Regions from separate parts of the Mus musculus genome. Here region 2 is linked to region 1. Evidence: chromatin contacts called from public Micro-C data. All regions are on one chromosome and are shown on one strand. Each heading gives the region's core, a stretch centred on a gene start, on an enhancer-like site or on the middle of the called end of the contact. The rest is flanking DNA. Distances are from core to core; before and after follow the strand shown. Region 1 holds the start of Lrrfip1 (leucine rich repeat (in FLII) interacting protein 1). Region 2 holds the start of Gpc1 (glypican 1).

The links. A called contact is a pair of places that touch in the nucleus more often than the background predicts.
Region 2: a Micro-C map of embryonic stem cells shows a contact between it and region 1, with 2.6 times the contacts expected there. The contact joins the promoter of Gpc1 here to the promoter of Lrrfip1 in region 1. A contact is called at or near these places in 1 of 39 promoter capture datasets (liver), 1 of 484 Hi-C or Micro-C datasets (embryonic stem cells) and 1 of 115 datasets of contacts at active chromatin or transcription factors (pancreatic cancer cells).

The regions. Positions count from the first base shown.
Region 1 is chr1:91,051,945-91,057,689 of GRCm38.p6, forward strand. Lrrfip1 (leucine rich repeat (in FLII) interacting protein 1) reads left to right here and starts at 1,500. Exons shown (of 25, transcript NM_001310732.1): 1 at 1,500-1,779. The coding sequence starts at 1,714.
Region 2 is chr1:92,828,257-92,833,413 of GRCm38.p6, forward strand. It overlaps Gpc1 (glypican 1), which reads left to right and starts at 3,389. Exons shown (of 9, transcript NM_016696.5): 1 at 3,389-3,841. The coding sequence starts at 3,676. Gm29481 (a long non-coding RNA gene) reads right to left here. Exons shown (of 3, transcript XR_003947946.1): 1 at 4,439-5,157.

The DNA.
Region 1 (5,745 bases), core at 250-2,749:
CAGGCTGTGTTATTAACTGGATTCCACTCTCACCTGTAAAGTTAGTCCTAGTAAAACTACTTGGACCCCCATAGAAATTCCACAGCCCTTGCCGTTACGGTGTTATCCAAAACTATTCTCTCTGATTGATAGAGCTTTGTTTGTAAACTGTGATGCTGAAACCAACTGCTGGGAGCAGGTCTTCTCCTTCCCAGGAAGTTTTCCTCATCTGAAACACTTCACCAAAGCTTGGTACCCATTTTCTTTCGGCCTGCATAGTACTCCTCAAACTAGGTCCCCTTCATCCCTTTGGTCCAGGCCATCCTGCCCCCTAGAACTCGTCTTTCTGTGTCTACTCTCTGGTCTACCCAGTCCTTCGAAGCACTACCCAGAGACTTAGTACCAGAATGCTGCTGCCCCACATGTGCATAAGCCAGCGCACACTGGTTCCTTGTTACCAAAAAAGCGTGTCAGCCGGGCTCAGATGTGACTGGCTTCTCTAGATCTTTCTGGAGTCTCCAGTACAGAGAAACAAGGCAGGGGGCCCTCTGATTTTCCTTTTGAGCCCGAAGAAGGCTCTTCTAGGGTGGAGAAAACAGGTCACCCAGGCCATGTGCTCCTGTCCATAGCGCACAACACTGGAACCTTCTGGTTGCTTGCCCGCTTGGCTTTAAGTTTAAATCAGGGGTGCTCCTGCCCAGTGGACGTGGAAGGCGCGTGCTGCGAGTCGGGTCACTGTCCAGCGTGGATACTAGTTCCTCGACGCTCCCTATCGGATCGCGGCTGTCACCTCCGCTTGATTCTCGCTCCTGTCCAGCGTGGTCATGGGCGGTAGCTTTGTGGTCCCCAAAGCCGTGCCGGCTCGGAAGACAGTAGTGACGGGCGCAGCTGCGCTCTGGCAGAGGCTCATGCGGTGTGGTTCCAGCTAAAGCCACGCGTGTCCTAACCGAAGGCGCGCCTCCCTAGGCCTGGGCTGGTCTCCCGCGCTGACTCAGCTGGGGACGGCCAGGGCGTGGCCAAGGGTGGGGTCCCCAGGGTCTTTCCCTCAGTCTTTCCGGTGTCTGCCGCAGGGACTGGGTGGTGATTGATGGCACAGCAGCTTGCTGGCCAGGAGCGGTCTGGAGGGGAGGGAGGCGGTTCCGGAGGCTCTGAGGCGGTGCAAGAGGAGGAGCGTGGGTGGGGCTACGGAGGAGGAGCTGGGGTCCCGGGTAGGCGGGCCCGAGTGGACCTCATGGTAGGAGTGCTTTGGCTGAGAGTGCCATCGTGGGCGAAGCCGACGACTAAAGTGGCAGAATGTGGCTGCGAGGAAGGAAAGTTGGAAGCAGATGGACACAGGCTGGGTGGAACCATAGAGGAAGGGGTACAACCCCCTGGAAAGAGCGCGGGAAAGGGGCTGGGAAGGAAGGAGAGGCGGGCATAGGGTGGGTGGGGCGTGGGGAGAGGCTGGGCGGGGCTGGGGCGGAGTATGCCCCCGGCTCCTCTCTTGCCACCCCCGCCCCCGGCCGGGAGCCACCTGCGCCCCGCCCCGCCGGCCGCACCCCAGCTAGGGAACCTCGGAGTTGGGCGTCCGAGCGTGTGCGCCCAGGGGATCGTTGAAAGTTCTACTTCTGCCTGGACGGCTTTCCTGGATCCCAGAATGTGGCCTCACTGAGAACCCTCTGCCTGTGGACTAGGGAGCGGGTCTTCCGCGCGAACTCTTGGGTGGGAAGTTGGTCTGCACTTCACTTCGGCAACATGACCAGCCCAGAGGGCGCGCAAAACAAGGAAATCGACTGTCTGAGTCCAGAGGCGCAAAGACTGGTAAGAGGGAGACATGATTCAGACCTGTGCCTGCCAGCAACCGCCGCCTGGGTCCCTCAGTTGGTTCTAAGGTCAAGGACAGTGGCCCCTTCAGCTACCGTGGTGCTGCTGGAGTAGAGGCGAGTGGGCTTGGGCCACTCGAAAATCCTGATATAGGGCAGCTCCTGCCTACCATCAGGTGGTTGGCTGAGTGTAAGGTGTCCGTAGGCGGAGCTCTGAAAAGTACATTTTATGCTCCAATGTTCCTCTCAAGGACGAAAAGGAGAGTGGGCTCTCCCTCCACCCCTAGTGATGGTCTTTAGGCAGGCTTTGCCCAGCTGGCTGGCTCTGGCCAGGACCCAACCGAGGTCTGAGATCTGAGGGTGGTGTAGAGTTTCACAGGGAACTGCTGGTTTGGTGTTTTACCGAGTACAGCACCTGGGTCCTCATCCAGCCGCACCACCTTGCCATGAGTGGCTTGGAGGGTTTACAGGTTCTTGACCTCAGGAACACCTTCCTCTAGGATCCAGGGCCCCAGATCCACTTCGGCGGGTGCCAGAAGCCACTTGTGTCTGGGCAAGGTGCTTACGCATATTTTACTTCCCGAACTTACGTAGGGACAGTGGATGAGGACGACGGTGATTGAAAATTGGGCACCGGGGAGTTGGGGGATTTTTGGTTGTTACAGCCTGTGTAGTTTATAGTTTTGGGGTCTGGGAGTTCAGGCAGGATCCATAACCCAAACTAGCCTTGCTCTCAGGATTCTCATGTCTCAACCCTTCCACTATCGGGCTTACAAGCCTGCATCACCCACCCACCCCCCCCACCCCCGCGCGCCTTATCCATGGCTGTGGTTGCTTATTAGTGGGAATATTTCAAAGTAAATTGTACTCTGTGAAACCATGTATTTTATGGAGTTGATACCAGAGAGAGGGGGAGACCCAAGGTTCCCATTTTAGCAGGCTTTTGTGAGACCTTGATAAAAACTGAGCCTCAGCCACTCATTCTCCAGGTAGGAGTTAATCCTGTAGTTAGTTGGTCTTTAAGGAAGAGTAGTCGAGGCAAGGCTGCTCTGACTGGGGGAGCTTCCTCCAAGTGCTAGGAAGGCTAAGTAAACTTTTATTCCAATGACAGACTTGTAAAATGTCAGTTCCTTGCTGAGAATTGCTGGGCTTTTTTCCCCTGTCTGTTTTATAATGTTTATTCTATGTCCCTACTTAAACTTGGGCAGTCAAGGAGGCTTTTGGAGCTGTAACCTGTAGGCCTAGGGAGGGAACCTGCAGGGCCACTTTGGAGCCCTCTTAAGGGAGGCTCAGGGAGGAGAGAAAGCTTCTGAGACATGAGTGTTCAGAACAGAGGCCCAGGCAGACCATAGAAGGCAAGCAGGAGGAGGAAGTCAGCCCTGGGCTGGTTCTAGCGGACAGGAACCAAGTGCCTGCATCCTGGGCAAAGGAAGGAGAAACACCAAACCCCGAGAACAGGGATGTAAAGAAGTCGAGGAGGGGCCCAAGAGGTGGGAATCCACTTCCAACTCCAAGATACCAGCCACAGGTCCCCCTACTCAATTTGGAGCCTGCCTGGGATCCAGGCGGGATACTGTTGTAGCCCAGCAGTAAGAGGATGGAAGCAGTGGTCATTCAGCCTAGCACTCATTGGGCTAATCAGTCCATGTCCAGAATCCAGGAAGCACAGAGTGCTGGATAGTTTGTGAGTGTTTACATGTAAGGCTATGGCCGAATCCATCTAGCAATGAGCCCTGCCCTGCCCCAGATGAGGTTATTTTTAGTCTTTCCTTCTCTCTCTCTTAATGTAATATAACCTTCATACACTGCTCTGTAGCCCTCTCTGTGCATCTGATGGAGGCCCGATACCTAACAAAAAGATGGTCAAAAATCTAACAACGCTGGATTCTTGAACGCATTTAGTTCCAGAAGATTCTAGAAGGAAATTATGAATCTTTAAGAGGTTTACAAAACAGTAGCAAAAGTTTGTTAAAAGAACACAGAAAAAGAAACACAGTGTGGCCCCTGTTTATGAGGCTAATGGCCTGCTGGGCAGGAAGTGTCCAGGGCATGACAATGGCCGGTGTGTTAGAAGGGGGGCCACCCAGCTGCCGTGGACCCTGGGTTGAGCATGTTGCTGGAGGCCAGCAGAGATGGTTACAGAATAGCTTTTGTGTTCTGCAGTAAGTGTCCCTGGCTTGTAGGAGCAGGGGCGTCTCTAGTGGACGAGGGCCGGGTTGAATAGTTGTGAGAGGACCACGTGGGTAAGAGGAAACAGACAGACAGCGTGATCTCCTCAGTCTAAGACAATGGGCAAGACTGGAGCAGAGTGAGATGGTGCAGGGCTGGACACCTGCAACCCTGGCCCTCAGAGGCCGCTCCGAAGGAACTCCAGTTCTAGGCTAGCCTGGACTATCTAGCAAGAGCCTGCTTCAAAACAAACATACAGGGGTTGAGAATATAATTCAGAGCTGGAGTGCTTACCTAACACTGTGTTCAAGGCCTCAGCATCACAAAGGAAAAAGGAGGGGAGAGAGCAGAGTTGAGGGGATGCTAAGCAGGTGAGAAGTCTCAGAGGCTCTGCATCCACAGAGGAAACTGGCGTTCAGTTTGTTTGTGTTTGTTTAATCTTACATGTATGGGTGTTACGGCTGCATGGTTGTCTGTGCCTGACTTGCCTTCCTGATCCAAGTGAAGACCAGAAGAGGGCTTCAGATCCCTTGACGTTATACACTGCACGCTGTGTAGATGCTGGGAATTGAATCCCTGTCCTTGAGAAAGGCGGCCAGTGGTAACTAAGCCATGTCTCCAGCCCCAAAGTGGCATTTCTTCAACTTCCGGAACTTCTCTGAGTCACTCGGGTTGTGTCACCTCTGGTCTCTTTCCACACACTGATGAGCACCTACCCTGAAAGAGGCTGGCCAATCCATACCAGGGCCAGGATGCAGATAGAGGGGTAGAAGTTAGCCCTGTCGGTCATGTGCACACATGGCTGAATGCGGGCAGGCTGTGACCGTAGCCCTGCATAGAGTATGAACTTACTATAACTCAGTCACAGGGCTTTGTAAGTGACCTTGTGTCACAGTGGAGCCCCTCTCACAGGATCCTGTACCCCACACAATCCGAAGGTCCTGAAACCTGGAGTATGGACTGACATTTTAAATGTGTTGTTTCTCCATGTAAAGATAAAAGTAGTGAGCTCTTTCCTTTTGAGTTGTAGGTCTGAGGCCATTTGCCTCATTTTTCTAGCCTGACTTATTACTGTGTCCTTGACCCAAACATGTTTGCACTCTTCCTCCCAACCCCTCCCCTCCCCCTCCCTCTCACGCTGTGTCTCGGTCTCTCTGTCTCTTTATCTCTGTTTCTCTCACACACTCTCTTCGCTTTGTCTGTCTTTGTCTCTCTTTGTGTGTCTCTGTTTCTCTGTGTGTCTGTGTCTGTCTCTGTTTCTCTTTGACTCTCTGTGTCTCTCTGACTCTGTCTCTTGCTCATATGTCAAACAAGCGCTTCACTTAAACGGCCCCAGCCCCAGATCCTCAGCTGTTGGTTTCGGCTGCCTCGTTGGCCTAAGTGATTAAAGATCACAAATTGCTGACAGCATCTCGGATTCTTCCTTTATCGAGCTTTTGCTTCCTGTCACCGCTGCTGCTTCCCATCTTGTCATTTTGGGTCCAAAGGCACCTCTCAGCCACTCCTGCCAACCGATGGAGGTTGACTTTGAGAGACTTGTACTTGAGACTGAATTCATGGGCCTCCTGGCTGGGGAAGCACAGAGATCTGAAAGCCCCGAGATCAGTCACCGGCTCCCATAGTACTGGCCAGGGCACAGGTCAGCTCTCCGTCATTGCTGGGAGCTGGACTTATCCCAGTCCAGAGGTCACAGCTACCAGGCTCTTCCAATATCAGCTCCTGAGCTCAAACCTCTCAGCACAGGAGACCAGAAAATGCAGCAGCAAAGACCTTGAGCTGAAGATGGAAACAAGTG
Region 2 (5,157 bases), core at 2,139-4,638, 1.8 Mb after region 1:
GCACCACTTTGTACCTGTAACAGATGGCAGTGACTTTGACTGAAGGATGATCACGAAGTCAGAGAGAACATGAAACATGTTGGTTCCACCAGCTGGGGGAGGTAGTGTCAAATCACAGGAAACGGGGGAGGGGGAAGGGGTGGGGGTGGACAGTAGGCCTGGTAGGAATCAACAGACCTCCAGCCTGTTCCTAAGTCCCTCTGAGAAGTCAGAGCTCAGTACCCTGCCCCCCACCCCTGCCCCCAGATCCCTTCAGGACTCTTATGGAGGAAGCTGGGTGCTTGGGGCCAAGCATTCTGTTGCCCCCTCATCTTAGTTTCATACTCTGTGAATATAGAAAATAGCTTCAAATGGCTTGAAGGAATGCAGTTTCTCTTTAGGTTGGTTTTCTACTCATTCATTTCTGCTTTCTATCTCATAACCATACCCCACTTTGGGCAGGCAAGGACCCCAAGACACCCCCGTTTACTGGTCATACAGTGGTTCCAGCACCCATCCTCCCAAAATCTCTCATTGTAACTCCATTCTGAACCGCCACAGGAGGTAGCCCTAACCAGGTAAAACCCTGGATTTGACATCCACTGCCCTAGAGATACCTGTGTCAAGCTATGCCACAGCTCAGCTGAGGGACAGCTAAGCTGTTGCTTGTGTTGCCTCATATGTGACTATAACTCTGCAGCCAGGGATACAGGGGCAAGTAAGACAAGGTCTGCTGGGAGCAGCTCTCATCACAGGGATAACCAGTTTCCAGCTGCCAGCACTTTGGGATTCAAGACCTCTCTCAGCAACTGTTACTCTAAAATGTATCGAGTCTCCCTTCTTCGTAGGTTGGGTGGGGTGACGAGGAAGGAAGCTGCATGGGTGAGCACAGTTGAACAGAAGCCCCAGGAGGTGGGGGTGGGGTGGGCAGCATCTTCACTCTGTTCCTCCCAAGATCTTGTCACCTTGACTACAGCTGGATGGCTTCAGCAGAGTCCCCTCTGCCATGATGTCCTTTTAGCTCCGGCTGCCTGAACATTTATTTCCTGCTCAGCCTACTTGCTTTTTATTGCTAAGGCTGACAGGTCCTGCCTACTCAGGACTGAGAGGACTGGTTGCCTAGGTCCCTCCCTGCCCCTTGACTATGAGCTGAGACAGAGGGACCTCTGTGGACTCAAAAGACAACACTCAGCATGGTGGTGATGGGGGGGGGCAGCTTATCTCCTGCATATTTGATATATCCCAAATGCACTTCCTCCCACCTCCAGAGGAGATGTGGATGCTATGCTGTGACCCGGGCTGCTCATGCAGCTGGTGAAAGGTAGACACTCACCACTGAATCTCAGGTTTATTTCCTTTCAGTCAAGGTTGAGGCAGGTAAGTTAGCTCAGGTGTCACCTAACTAGGTACACTCTCTGACAGCTTTCTGCTACTTTTCGTAAAGTGTCCTGATCAGTAAAAGTGAGAAGAGAAACTTGGCCTTGGCATGACAAACACATCTAAGGGCCCCTTCTTGGGAGCACTAAGGCCGCTTCCATCCCAGGTTTGAGACCCCAGAAGGGAGGGGAGGCTGCTGGGGACCTGCCAGTCCTTACATGCTCCCCTCAGGCTTCCTTAGTCAGCCCCTGGGCTGCTCGCATACATGGTTCCTCAAGATTATGGAGACTCCAGTATGGAGAGGAGCACCACTTTGGAGCACTATCTTGGCTGCCAGTAGTATGACCTGTGGGAAAGTGCTATGCTGTTCTTTTGCAGGTACAGTGATAAAGATTTCCCTAGAAAAGACAGCCAACCTATACAGCATCATAGCAAAGGCCATAGCCTAAAGACCTGCCATTTTGGGGTCCAGAAATGGCTCAGACACTGAGCCTACCCCAAGGAACTATCTAGGCTGGTCAACTTACAAAGAGGCATTCAGTGGTGATGGCATGTTGAGAGGCCAGAACACATGGGGAGCACAGAAAGCAAGTAGGAGCCCTGGCCATTGCAAGTCCTCTATTAAAAGTGACAGGGATCCAAGCTGTCCTGGCCAGGACATGCAGTGGACAGGGGTCCGTGAGTCAGGAGCAGTGTTACAGTAGAGGGATGTGAGGATATCTGCTCCGATAGATTGGTTTTCCATTGTTACTCTCAAGCAATGACTGCAGAGATTAATTGGATCACTTTCCTAGGAGTTAGGACAGGAAACCCACCCCCTAAGGTGGACAGAACCCCTGACGGGAGGACATCCTGAGGCATGGGTGATTGGGGGTTTTGCCACAAACCTGCAAAGCCCTGATTCAGCTGAATCCAAGAGCGCTGCACTCTATTGACACATAGTGGTAATCTATGACTCTCAACCATAAACCACATCTCGCTTTCTTCCCATTCCCAGATTAGGTATCTAGATTCAGTCTAACCTCAGCTATGATGGCCTCTTCATAGGATAAAGGGAACAGCAGGAGGGATAGTGCTGCCCGGCAGCAGCTAAGCAAGAAACTCCAGACCCAGCACCATCACCAGCTCCCAGGTAGGTCCCAGGTAGGGTCCCTTCTCCCCACAATCATCCCTGCAGCTGCGTGACAGTTGGTGGTCTGCCACACCTGGCCTGGAGTTGAGCTGCCCAACATTAACTCCTCGCTCTATTCCTTTTGCCAGAGGTCACCTACCACGCTGCACCCAAGCCTACAGACCTGCCTCTGCCCCATTGCTCTAGCACCTAAATAGTCACGAAGAGGGACCGTAACAGTCGCTGGCAATCTGCATCAACTGAAGTCATCTGAGCTGATGAAGGCTAGTTTTTTTTTTTTTTTTTTTGGCCAGTTTTCAGCCCCCTCATCCTCCTCCAAAACACGTCAGACGAGAACTGGAGCCGCTCAGGGGCGGCTAGAAAGGGCGTATGGATGTAGGAGTTGTTGCTGGGGGGTGGGGGGCAGCAGGTGAGTAGGGAAGTGACCGGACCAGGACTGAGTAGTAGAAGCGCTAAGAGAGCAAGCCGGTAAGGTGAAGGATGGAAAGGAGCAAAGAGATGCCGAATTCGGCTGGGGGCGGGGAAGCTCCTGATTGGCCAGCGGAGGACGTGATGTCACGTCCGGCGAGGGAAGCCCTGCCTCAGCTGCCCCCCCCCCCCGCCCTGCCCCCGCCCCCACAGGTGGTGCCGCCGCCCTGGGTGCTGGGCTGGGGGGGACACCTTAGGGGACCCCGGACTCGGCCTTTGCACTCCAGGCTCTCCCCGCCGCCTCCCATCTCACCCAGGCAACGGAGCACATCGCCTGGGCTGAGAGAACATTCCCTCCTCTCCCTCCGGAGAGCGAAGGGGCGCCCGGTGCGCCCCGATCGTGCCCCGCCTCGCCCCGCCCCGCCCCGCCCGGGCGCTCCCCTCTTCCCGCCCGCGCTCCCCGCCCCTCCCTGCCCCTCTCCGCGGCCGCCGTGGGGCCGGGCGGGCGGCGGGGGAGGCGCCGAGCCGGGGCTGCGCGTTCGCCCGCCGCGCTCTAGGCGGCCCGACTGAGCGGCCGGACCTCGCGCCTCGCGCCTAGCTCCCCGCGCCGCAGCCGCAGCCGGCTTTTGTTGTCTCCGCCTCCTCGACTGCCACCGCCTCTGGACCACGAGCGTCGCGCGCTGGGACCTTGGCTCTGCCCTTCGCGCACACTGGGCTGAGCGGGCCGGCCGGGACCGAGGGAGGCGCGCACCGGCGGCCAGGGAGCCTCGGGCCCCGCCATGGAACTCCGGACCCGAGGCTGGTGGCTGCTGTGCGCGGCCGCCGCGCTGGTCGTCTGCGCCCGCGGGGACCCCGCCAGCAAGAGCCGGAGCTGCAGCGAAGTCCGCCAGATCTACGGGGCTAAGGGCTTTAGCCTGAGCGATGTGCCTCAGGCAGAGATCTCGGGTGAGTAAGGGCGCTGCGTCCGGGGGCACCGGACCCTAGCACTCGGGAGGTCTGATCTGGGCCCCTACCCGCGCCGCAGCTAGCCCCGGGCGCCAGAACCCGCCGCCTGGACTTGGAGTGGCCTCCTGCTCCTCAACTGGTCTATACCCCACGGCCCTCGCCCCCGAGCTCCGATCCGCTCTGTTGCTGCCCAGTTCCCAGCCACTACGCTCTAGAGTCCCTTCCCCATAGCAATCTGCGCTCCCTTTGGGTTAGGGTTGTTGCTGGGCGTCTTTGGTCCCCGGCTTGGCCCACTGTGCTGGCGGGGCAGCAATCCCAGCTCCGGGACAGCGTGCCTGCCGCCCTTGCGGCGAAGCAAGCGGTAGCTCTGGGACGGTCTATTGGGTCGCATATCCCGGTTGCAGTGGGCTAGGAACTTCTCTATGCGGATCTCTCCCAGAGGCGTCAAGGGTTCTGCTTAGGAATTTACGCGGATCCACAGCAGGAGCCGCCTAGGTGGGATTTATGGGGGAGATCCTACACTTCAAGCCTGGGTTCTAAGGAAATGTGAGCCCGCTGCGCGATTCAGGGGACCCCAGGGCTCGAGGGGATTCCTACCTAGGAACTTGTGCCCGCCAGCGCCCCTATCCTAGCACACTCGTGGTCTGACCGGGCGCTCCGGGCCGCCTGGAGCTGCGAGCCCAGCTGCAGGTGGTCGGCGTCTTGGATCCCGCCCAGGGGCCTTGTCATCTCTTTGTAAGAAGAGCGGCCCTCCTGGCGGCGGCCTCGGCCCTGCAGCTGCTGAGAGCAGCCCTTCCCCTCCCTTCCCTTCCCTGCTGCCTCAGGAGCTCTGGGAACCGAATCTTTATGAGCTTGGAGTGCCTATGCAATGTCCCAAGGACCTCCCAAGCCCCAGGCTTTGCTCTTAAATGTGTGGGGAGCTTTCCTGGATAAGTGTAACACCAGGGCCTTGGTGAGCAGGGAATTCCTGCTGTGGGATTCTTCTGAAACTGAGGGGGCTTGCAGACTAGAGACCAAACTCAACTGGTGTCGTAGGCACTCTGAATGAGGAAAGTAAGAGTATTGCCCAGAGGGGTGGCCTGTGGCCCCAACTTGCTTGGGAATGGCAGTAGATAGCCAGCCATGGAGAACCCTGTTTCTGGGGAGAGACAGAACCCACAAGACACATTGTGTGGCCTGAGTCTCTTGACTATCTCCCTCTCAAATGCCCTCAGAACAGGCCTTTCTATGCCTCTCTCTACATACAGCCCTGCCATTGCCAAAGCCACCTCCTACAGTTCTCTGGGCACTGTCACCCGGTGCCTGGCAGCAGCAGG